2 separate regions of the Sus scrofa genome follow, and region 2 is linked to region 1. A link is a contact called in public Hi-C data. All regions are on one chromosome and are shown on one strand. The core of a region is the stretch at or near the end of the contact, and the rest is flanking DNA. Distances in the headings are between cores, read along the strand shown. Region 1 holds the start of CCDC15 (coiled-coil domain-containing protein 15). Region 2 overlaps SLC37A2 (glucose-6-phosphate exchanger SLC37A2).

Region 1 (5,057 bases), core at 1,334-3,833:
ACAATGAGACTCCGTGTTAATTTTTTTTTCATCCGCAAAGAGAAAGGATAAAAGACTTCTGCACCCATGATGAAATGAAAGTTTTTTTTTTCTTTTTTCAAAGATCAGTGCAGAAGAAGCTATTGAGATGACTGGGCTTAACCTGAGCCATCTGCCATGGATGCCACTTACAGTGAAATGCTGCTGCAGAAATTTGGTTTGTACAGGCAAGCAGAAGGACCCTCACCAATTATTCCAGCTAGAAAAGTTATTTTCAGAGTGAATCAGGAGGAGGAGAAACAAAAGAAACCTTTAGGAAACAGCCCAGAACATTGGGCAGCCCTGGGAAATCCTGCTCAAACTGGAGGAAGAAGTGAAAGTGGGTACCACTCAGCTGCCTGAGGTTAAATTCCCAACATCCAGATACCATGAGAGTGGGGATAGGCAGGTTTCCAATTTCCAGAGAGGTTCTCCTTAGGATAGGCCCTGAGGACTAACAGGTGACCAAGTTTTCTAATTTGCTACAGCTGTGAGTCAAAAGGATGGTGAAACCAAATAGCACATTTCTTTTTTTTCTTTTTCCAGCTATACCTGCGGCATATGGAAGTTCAAAGGCTAAGGGTGGAGTCAGAGCTGCAGCTGTTGTCTTAACCATGGAGTGAGGCCAACGTTCAAACCCACATCCTCATAGGGACAACATCTGGTCCTTAACCTGCTGAGCCACAATGGGAACTCCCAAACAGCACATCTCTGAGTTGTGTGGAGTGGACTGCTGCCAAGGACCCAGTGACAGGGCCTTGTGCAGCAATGGCCGGGGATCCCCCAGCCACACACATTATCAAGTTCTAATGAAGAGTGTTCTGGATCAGGGCCTCAAGACTCTGGTGCCAGCAACACCCAGTCTTTTAAGTTTCTGAAGAAGACATTTCTAAGCAAACAGCTCTCTTGGGGAGAAACTAATTCTGGGCATATGGAAGACACACCTTGTGAAAACTTTAGAAAGTGGGAGCAGAGCCCAAGATGGGATCTTTCTGGACATAAGAGAGTGTAGATTCATATGAAACCACTGGATGGCTGCTAGTGGGGCACAGACCTTGAGGTAGAGGGTTAGAGACAGCAAGGGGCTACCTAATAACATTTCTTCTGTGTGTGTGTGTGTGTGTGTGTGTTTACAGAGGTGTACAAATCAACCTTCCTCTGGCCTTCTCCAGTGGTGGCTGTTTTCTGTTCTTTGTGTGGAGGTGGTATGGCTTTCCTTCTCGTTACTTGATTGCTCAGTGCTGTTTGTAAACAATGCTTCCTGTTTTTTTTCTCAGCTCTGCTCCTTGGTTTGCATCTGATGTTGCTAGACTATATCACTCCCTGATTTCCAGGTTATACTCATCTACCAAGCTCCAGGTCTTTTCCTGAAATTCCTTGAAGATGGATGCTCCTGGCTCTTGCAACACTCTTCTGTTCATGTATCTTGGTGATTTCAAGCCATTTGGCCATTTCTATGACCTCTTCTTCAGTAATCTTGTTCTTCTACCTCAGCACTCCCTCTCTTGGTTATACCATAGATTTTGACAGTACCAATATGTTTTGAGGGGCCATGCCCACGGTATGCAGAAGTTCCCAGGCCAGCGATTGAACCTGTGCCACAGCAGTGGCAGTGTCCATCCTTAACAGCTAGGCTCCGAGGGAACTCCAACACTACTAATATCTACAATAACTTTATACTCTTACTTTCAAGCATCTCAATCTTGGATGACCACCTCTTATTTTTTCAATGCATTCCTTCTAGTATTCTGCTCTAGCAAAACTTAGGTCTCCATTGGAACCTAGAATCTCTTGATTTTACCACCTCTACAAGGTCCCTTCCTTCCACTTGTCATCCTTTCCTACATTACCTATCTTAAATCCTATGGTCAGTTATTTAACTACTCCCTTGCCCCCTTTTTTTTTTCTTTTTTCTTCTGGCCACCCAGAGGCATATAGAGTTCCTGGGCCAGTTGCAAGTTGCGCATCATCATCAGCCACTTTTATTTACTTATTCATGTGTCTATTTGGTTATTTCTCATTATATTGTCAATTCCATGAACAAGGGATATGTCTGTTTTGTTCACTGCTATATATATTCAGTGCCTAGCAAAGTACTGGTATATAAAATGCTCTCAATTATATGTTAATTGAACGAACAAACTGGTGTTTCACAAGAAAAATGAAGTGTCCCTGGATTATAGCAAAGCTTGGAGCAGAAAGGGAGACCACTCTCAAGGCTGCGATATTTACATGTAAGAGTATATATGAAACAGCACTGCTAACGTAACGAAGTGAACAAAGGATCAGTATGATTTACTGTAGGCGTATTTCCTCCGTCAAGGAAGCCCTGCCAGGCCTGCCTTCTTCCATCCTTCTCCCATGCGTCCCTCAACTGGACCCCTGTCCTTCCCACTTAATCAGCTCTCCAGCCCAACGTATTCCTTTTTCTGAAAGATGTGGGTTAATCCCAGGGTAGATAATGCAACAGCTCAGCTGACTGAGCTAGACTCCACCCGCACCCCCACGCTTCACAAGTCCCGCCCCCTCAGGGTTACAGAGAGCGGAAGTGACGACCCTTCGGAACCCGAAACCCCGCCCTACGCCTTCCCTGTACCAGGGAGGTGACGCAAGCCGGAGGAGGCGGATACAAACCAACCGAGGGGCGCGGCGGGATAAGGCGGTGCTCCCAAAAGTGGTGGTTTGTTGGCGGCAGTTACTTTAGTGTCCGTGGTAGTTTGAGTCTGTGGTGAGCAGCGAGTTAATACTAGGCCGGGACTGCTTCGACAAGAATAGGACCCCGAGGCCTAAGAAACAGGCCAAAATTTTCCTTGGCCCGGGGTTCCGAAAGGCGGCCCTCCCAAAATTGGCGGTTTGTTGGCGGCGGTTACTTTAGTGTCCGTGGTAGTTTGAGTCTGTGGCGAGCAGCGAGTTGATACTAGGCCAGGGCTGCCTCGGCAGGATTAGGACCCCGAGGCCTAAGAAACAGGCCAAACTTTTCCCTGGCCCGGGGTTCCCCGGCGTTCAGCGCTTCCCCCCATAACCGGATACCGATTGTTTGGACTCTGCCTTCAACCCAGGTTCCCACTCCGCACCCTCCCAGCTCTCTTGCCCTCCGGCTGCTACGCTCTTTCCTCCCTGTCCCACGTCGGTGTGTCACCACTGGCACAGTTTTCGTTCCTTCAGATTCTTACTTCTTTCCACTCGTCCCTATTCCTTTACGAGGGCAAGCTTTTTTCCTTCCTTCTCCAGAATCCTTATTCTTGGCTCTCTGTTAGGCTACTTACTGCCTCCTCCAAGGCTTCTCTCCTATTAAGGAGCCTGTGGCATATGTGTTAAGGGGCTGAGCTTCTAAGGAAGTCGTTTGAAGATGTTAAGCTTTTCTTCTCTCCTAACCAGGAATCTTAGGTGCCAGGAAGTATGGCCCCCCTCAAGAAGCCTCGAAATTCCACAAAGTTGCCCCTGGCTTTAAACCCCCTGAAGAGCAAGGACGTGTTGACAGTGCTGGCTGAGAGGAACCAGGCTGTAGTACCAGTTGGGGCATGGGTGGAACCTGCCCCACCAGGTAGCACAGAAGTCCCAGCACATGTGAGTGTCAGTTTGATGCAAATACGGTGGGGTTCCTCCTCCATCTTTCTTTTTATTAACCTTCTCTAGTCCCTGGTGCACAGATAAGATGAACAGTCTGGAGGTGCTGTTTCTATTCTGTTATAGATAGGCTCTTGCATTAGAATTATAGAACAAATATGAATTTGCTAAAAACTTGCTCTAGCTTTAGTCTACATAATTGAGTGTTTATTACATTTATATACATACATATAGATATTTCAGTTTACCTCATAAACTCTTGATGCTTGCTCTGCACACGATGTGCACATGACGTGCACACGACGTAGGCACTGTCTGTCTTCTAGACACTCTATAGTGAGTGTAGTAGGGATGACGACCATAGTCGATGTAACATTGATTGCCTAAAGTTTATAAGGTTTGTAATGGAGATTCATTAAGGTTCAAGTGCAGTAAGAGATTAAGAGAGAGATTAATTCCGAGTGGGATCCTGAGAAAGTTTAACTGTAAATTCTGTGAGGACAGGGACCTTTATTTTTTATTGTTTCTCATATTGGTATAGCAAGTCCTCAGGAAATATTTGTTGAATGAATGAGTGAGGAAATATTGTTTGTGTATTTAAAGAGTGGAGATGCTATATAAGTACTGATGGTAGGGAAGAGCATTTCAGATGAAGGGAAACTTTTGCAAATTTAAGTGCTAAGATCATAGCACTTAATCAGAAAAGAAAGATACAACTTTGGGTTGATATGACCCAGAAAAGTTTAGTAAAGAATTATTTGCTTAATCAAAATAGAAATAGAAAGGGAATGATTGTCCATTTAAGGAGAATGGAGAGGATAGGGAGTAAGCAAGGTATAGCCAGAATTTTAGGGGTAGATTAGATTGATTGGAGTGGCAGGCTTAGTAGGGGGATGAAGGTTGATAGGATTATGGAAAATAGGAGTGATAGGAAACCACAGGAAATTTTGGAGAAGGGATTGACTTCATTCACTGTTTAATATTTACAGATGAATTTCATAATCAGATTTTTTTTTTTGCTTTTTAGGGCCTCACCCATGACATATGGAGATTCCCAGGATAAGGGTCAAATTGGAGATGTAGCTGCTGGCCTACAGCACAACCACAGCAACTCAGAATCTGAGCCACCTCTGCGACCTAGCCACAGCTCATGGCAATACCAGATCCTTAATCCACTGAGCAAGGCCAGGGATCGAACCTGCGTCCTCATGGATGATGGTCAGATTCATTAACCCACTGAGCCACAACAGGAACTCCCATAATCAGAATTTTTGATTAGATTAATTGCTTTCAAGTTCTTAAAGGTGAGACTCTTGGGGGACATATTAGGATGTAACTGTAACAAATCAGGTGTGAAATATAGCATCAAGACTTTAGTGGTAAGGAATGTGGAGGGAAAGCCTTGGAAAAGAGTGGTTGAAGTGGAAATGAGGGGATGAATATAAGAAACATCCCAGAAGAAACAGTAAGAC
Region 2 (4,690 bases), core at 311-2,810, 120 kb after region 1:
GGGTGGCTCCCCGACAGGAGCTTAGTCCAGTCCAGGAGGGGACACGTACCCCTTCCAGTTTGGGAGCCCCCACCTCTCCTGTGGGTTGTCCCTGCAGCTGGTGGGAGGTGGTACGTGATGTGGCCACAGCAAGGGCTCCTCTCTGCGCAGGTCGAGTCAGAAGACAGCCAGGACCTCCCTGAGGACTCCCACTCCAACAGGGACAGCAGCCTGGAATCTGCTGTCACCTACTCTAAGGAGCCAGGCGCCCAGCCTGCTGCCATCAGCTTCTTTGGGGCGCTCCGGATCCCGGTGAGAAGTCTGTGGAATGGAAGGAAGGGAGAGGCTCTCTAGATTTTTCTGCTGGGTATCAGGGGTGATCTGTGGTTTCCAGATTTTCTTTACGTGGGATGCCTTGGGAGGGCGGCCCGCTTGGGGAAGGTGAAGTGGGAGGCTGGTCTCGACGCAGTGTTTGAGCAGCAGGCACCCTCTGTTACTGAGACTGGAGATATGCTTTGTGTGGTGGGCAGGGGTGGGATGGGGTAGGGTGGGGGCTGCTGCTGAACCAAGGGTGTCTTGCACCCCTTTCCATGGCACCCTCCTTGATGCTCCCCAGGGTGTGATCGAGTTCTCCTTGTGTCTGCTCTTTGCCAAGCTGGTCAGTTACACCTTCCTGTACTGGCTGCCCCTCTACATCTTCAATGTGGGTGAGTGCTGGGGAGGGAGAGGAGAGAGAGGGAGGAAACCTGTCATGTGATGCTTATAACTCCAGGAGGGGGCAGGATTTCTGCTGAACCTCTCCTAGAGCAGAGGGACATTTTTTTTTTTTTTTTCTTTAATGGGAAGCTAAACTTTGAAGACAACCCCCTGGACCCTGATTCCAGCCATCTTTCCTCCCTTGGCGCTGAGTTGGGGTTAGGAACTCCAAGCTCTATTCCGCAATCCTCCCTAACTTCTTCTCCAGCCTTAAGTGTAGGAGAAACCCACCACCAGGCTGCTGGGCACAAAGATGGGTGGGATTGGAAGGTGCTACAAAAGGTCTGCCTTTTGAGTGCCTCCAGGGGTCCCTTGAGCCTCCCCCAGCCCAAGGAAGAGGGCCTGCGAGCTGACCCCACTGCTTGCAGCCCGGCGGTAAACACTGTCCTCTTCCGAGGGGCTGCGGGGAACCTCTCGGGAGCGATGACTTGTGCCTGGGTCTGCTGGGTGCCTGTCTCATGGCCCTGCTCTCCCCTGCCCCACACCTGCCACCACCCAAGGAGGGACAGATGAGGAGAGGCCACTTTGGGGGTTGGAAAAGGATGTTTCTGTCCACCTGTCCTGGGTTTCTGGCATTCCCCTGGTGGGGCTGTGCTGTCAAGGAGCAGCTCTGCCCTCAGTTCCCGGGGCCTCAGAGCTCTCCCAGGGCTGCCCTGCTCCCTCCAGGCCCCATGGGAGGGTCGAGGCTGCCTTGCCACACAATATTCATGCACCAACAAGATGCCACGGGGATTAGTCAGAGCCAAATCTCAAGCTGTAACTTGTCCCACAGCTCTGAGAGGCCTCTCTGGAAGATAGGGGTAGAGCGCCAGGCAGCTCTGTGGACACTGTGACTCTTTGTTCCACGGCCTTGGTGCTGACTTCGGAGTATGAGTCAGCCTCGAGGGCTGGGCTACAAGTCAAGCTTCTGGACGTCTCTTCTTCTAATCCCAGGGCAAGGCCTAGGACCCAAGGTCCCCATTTTCCTACAAGCTGATTTCTGTGAAGCGCTCCTGCAGGGGGCCTTCTGTTCCATCAGGGGCTGAGCCAGAATGTGGCTGGATGGGCTGAGGCTCAGAGAAAGCAGTCGTGCCCCAGAGGGACAGGGCTCTCAGCGGCCAGTTCTCAGTGGTTTCAGGTTGGGAGGTCAAGGCCATCTCACTCGGGGAGAGGGCAGTATAGGACTGGGGGCTGGGAAGAGTCTGCTGCAGACTCACAGGTGACTTTGGCCAATCACTTCCCCACAACCCGCCCCCCCACTTCCTCTGAAAGAGGACGCAGTGACAGTGGATCAGGTGCTCTGCAGGAACGCTTCTGGCGGTGGCCCCTGAGAGGTCTGCCCTGAGCCCCCAGGTCTGACCCATGCTTTTGTTTTCCACAGTTCACTTTACTGCCAAGGAGGCTGGGGACCTGTCCACACTCTTCGATGTTGGTGGCATCATAGGTGAGGCCATGCCCTGCTCTGCCTCTAGGCTGCATCCCCCTCTTCTCTTGTCAGGGTGCAGAAAAAAGGGCCAGGGCCAGTGGGATGTGCTCTTGGCCGGTGGCATCAGAGGGAAAAGGGCTCCTGCTCAGGGGGCCCCAGGAAAGATGGCCCCTGTGTTTGGTCTTCCTGTGAGCTGTGGGCACAGGGAGGGCTGCAGAGGGAGAGGCCCAAGCTTGTGCTGGGCTGAGCACTGGGGCAGTGCTGGGGTCCCAGTGCCTGGGGCGGCAGTGTGCGCCTTGTGTTCCAGGCGGCATCCTGGCGGGGCTCATCTCTGACTACACCAATGGCAGGGCCACCACCTGCTGCGTCATGCTGATCTTGGCTGCCCCCATGGTGCGTAGAACCTCAAGGACAAAGGGCATTTGTGCCCGTGGGCCACTGGACTGTGTGCACGCCCCGGGCGTCACGCACATGCCTGTCTCTTTGCGTGTGTACATCTCTGTGCACAGTGGGGGGAGGAGAGGCCAGGCTCAGCGTGAGAATTCTGGAAAGGGATTAGCGGCTGTTGGCTTTGGTGGAGAAGGGGGAGGCCAGCTGCTAAGCTTCTTGACCAAGGAAAGAATAAGAGATTGAGGTTGATATGAGAGCAGACTTTGGGGGCAAAGGGAAACAATAGGTTACCACGTATCGGACCCTGCATCCTTGGGACGCCTGAAGACAGAGCGGCCTGGGTGTGAGAAGGAGAAAGGGGACCTCTGGGGTCCTCGGACTTCTGGGCTCAGGTCTAAGGGAGGCGACCCACGGGGAAGCCAGGGTGTGACTCTGCTGCCCCGTCTCCTCTCTCAGATGTTCCTGTACAACTCCATTGGCCAGAGGGGGATCAGCATCTCCATAGGTGAGGAGACAGCGCTGCCTTGGGGTCCCCATGAGGCCGGCCTGGGGGCTGGGAGGGAGGCTCAGGGAATGGAGGCTCTCAGCCTGACGCCTGGGGGACTCACCTGCTTTGGGTCTGGGGGTGGCAGCCTGTCCTCTCTAACCGGCCGTCTCGTCACCACCTCAGTCATGCTGATTATCTCTGGAGCCCTGGTCAACGGCCCTTACGCGCTCATCACCACTGCTGTCTCAGCTGACCTGGTAAGTGGGGCCACCTGGGGGTGGGCTAGGGCCTCTGTCGCCAGGTCCATCTTCCCCATGTCACTCCCCACCCCCACCCTGCCTTCCCCTGGCCTGCAGAGATGAGATGCTCAAAGTCCTTCAGAAACTGCCACCAGCCCCTCTTTCAACTCCAAGCCCCAGCTGCTACCTTTCCCCGAGCCATCCCCTGTCCTGGTCTCGGTCCCGCTTGGTGCCGCTTCCTGGTGTGGGCCTTCCCACTTTGCTCTCTCTCCCCAGGGGACTCACAAGAGCCTGAAGGGCAATGCGAAGGCACTCTCCACTGTCACGGCCATCATCGACGGCACAGGGTCCATAGGTCTGTGACTCCTGCCCTAGGCTGGTAGCGGAACCCTGGGCCTGGTCTTGGGTGCTCTCTTGGGGCGCTGCCCTTGTGTGGGCAGGGAGGGCCTGGCTGGGGCCCCCGTCTGATGCTGTGCTCCCCACAGGTGCGGCTCTGGGGCCTCTGCTGGCCGGGCTCATTTCCCCCACAGGCTGGAACAATGTCTTCTACATGCTCATCTCTGCCGACATCCTGGCCTGCTTGGTAAGAGTTTTGGGGTGCACAGAGGGGGTTGGGGAGGGGTCCTGCCCTGCCAGGCCAGAACCCTGGAGGTCCAAAGCATTGCCCACTGGGGCTCTGGGACAATAAGAACAGCTCCCTTTGCTCAGAATCACTGCCTCCCATGGGGGACCCCCAACAAAATGAAACCGTGTGCCAATCCAGCAGTCACCCAGCACCGGGGATTCACCACTCGCTCCAGGCTAATGTTGCCCCCCACCTCTCTGTGCCACCGCCTCCCCTCAGCTCCTCTGCCGGTTGGTGTACAAAGAGGTCCTGGCCTGGAAGTCATCCCTGCACCGAGACAGAGGGTGAGTCCTCGGAGAGCCGAGCCCCGCTTCCCTTCTCCTGGGCATCAAAACCAGCGCTCTGTTGTGCTGTACCAGTCTGAGCCCAGCTCCAGCCTGGACCTCAGGAACGTGGAGTCGGACTCCGAACGCGCTCCCTGAACCCCCCTGCCTGGCACCACTAACCTGTCCTCTGTTGTCCCCATGTGTCTCCGTAGCTCTAGTGTGGCCCTAACCCATGCGCGATAGTATTTTCCTCAAGTCCCATGACTTTTGTGAGTATTTTCTTCAAGTCTGTGACTAATGTGCGTTGGAGTGCATGCTAAGCCTCTCTCCTCCAGATTTTTCTGACTTCCTCTTTTTCCTTGGGTGCCAATTCCAGACTCTGCCCCCAAGCAGAGCCTGGTGCTTGGGAAGGGTTTCCTAAGGGGCCTGAGCCTCTGTGGAGGTTGGCAGCCTCTTCTTCTCCTTGGGGAGAGCAGTAGGGCTCTGGATGCCCCCCTGGGGACAGAGGAGGCAGCGTCCAGGGAAAGAATTTTCCCTTGGAAG

The links. A called contact is a pair of places that touch in the nucleus more often than the background predicts.
Region 2: a Hi-C map of mesenchymal stem cells shows a contact between it and region 1, with 2.6 times the contacts expected there. The contact joins the enhancer-like site here to the promoter of CCDC15 in region 1. A contact is called at or near these places in 17 of 47 Hi-C or Micro-C datasets (blood, brain, embryonic fibroblasts and 11 more) and 1 of 2 datasets of contacts at active chromatin or transcription factors (skeletal muscle).

Annotation. Positions count from the first base shown.
Region 1 is chr9:52,143,715-52,148,771 of Sscrofa11.1, forward strand. It overlaps CCDC15 (coiled-coil domain-containing protein 15), which reads left to right and starts at 2,584. Exons shown (of 15, transcript XM_021063078.1): 1 at 2,584-2,698; 2 at 3,397-3,585. The coding sequence starts at 3,418.
Region 2 is chr9:52,264,196-52,268,885 of Sscrofa11.1, forward strand. SLC37A2 (glucose-6-phosphate exchanger SLC37A2) reads left to right here. Exons shown (of 19, transcript XM_005667471.3): 9 at 151-291; 10 at 596-686; 11 at 2,096-2,158; 12 at 2,448-2,533; 13 at 2,987-3,035; 14 at 3,201-3,274; 15 at 3,533-3,611; 16 at 3,742-3,839; 17 at 4,101-4,165; 18 at 4,360-4,416. The coding sequence ends at 4,390. Among named protein-coding and RNA genes, the nearest start is that of SLC37A2, 30 kb to the left of the region's middle. Within about 2 kb of position 1,561, at least 21 of the 83 cell types and tissues checked have an H3K27ac peak or open chromatin away from gene starts, as enhancers often do. A contact at or near this core is called in embryonic fibroblasts and retroperitoneal adipose tissue, where this site is marked.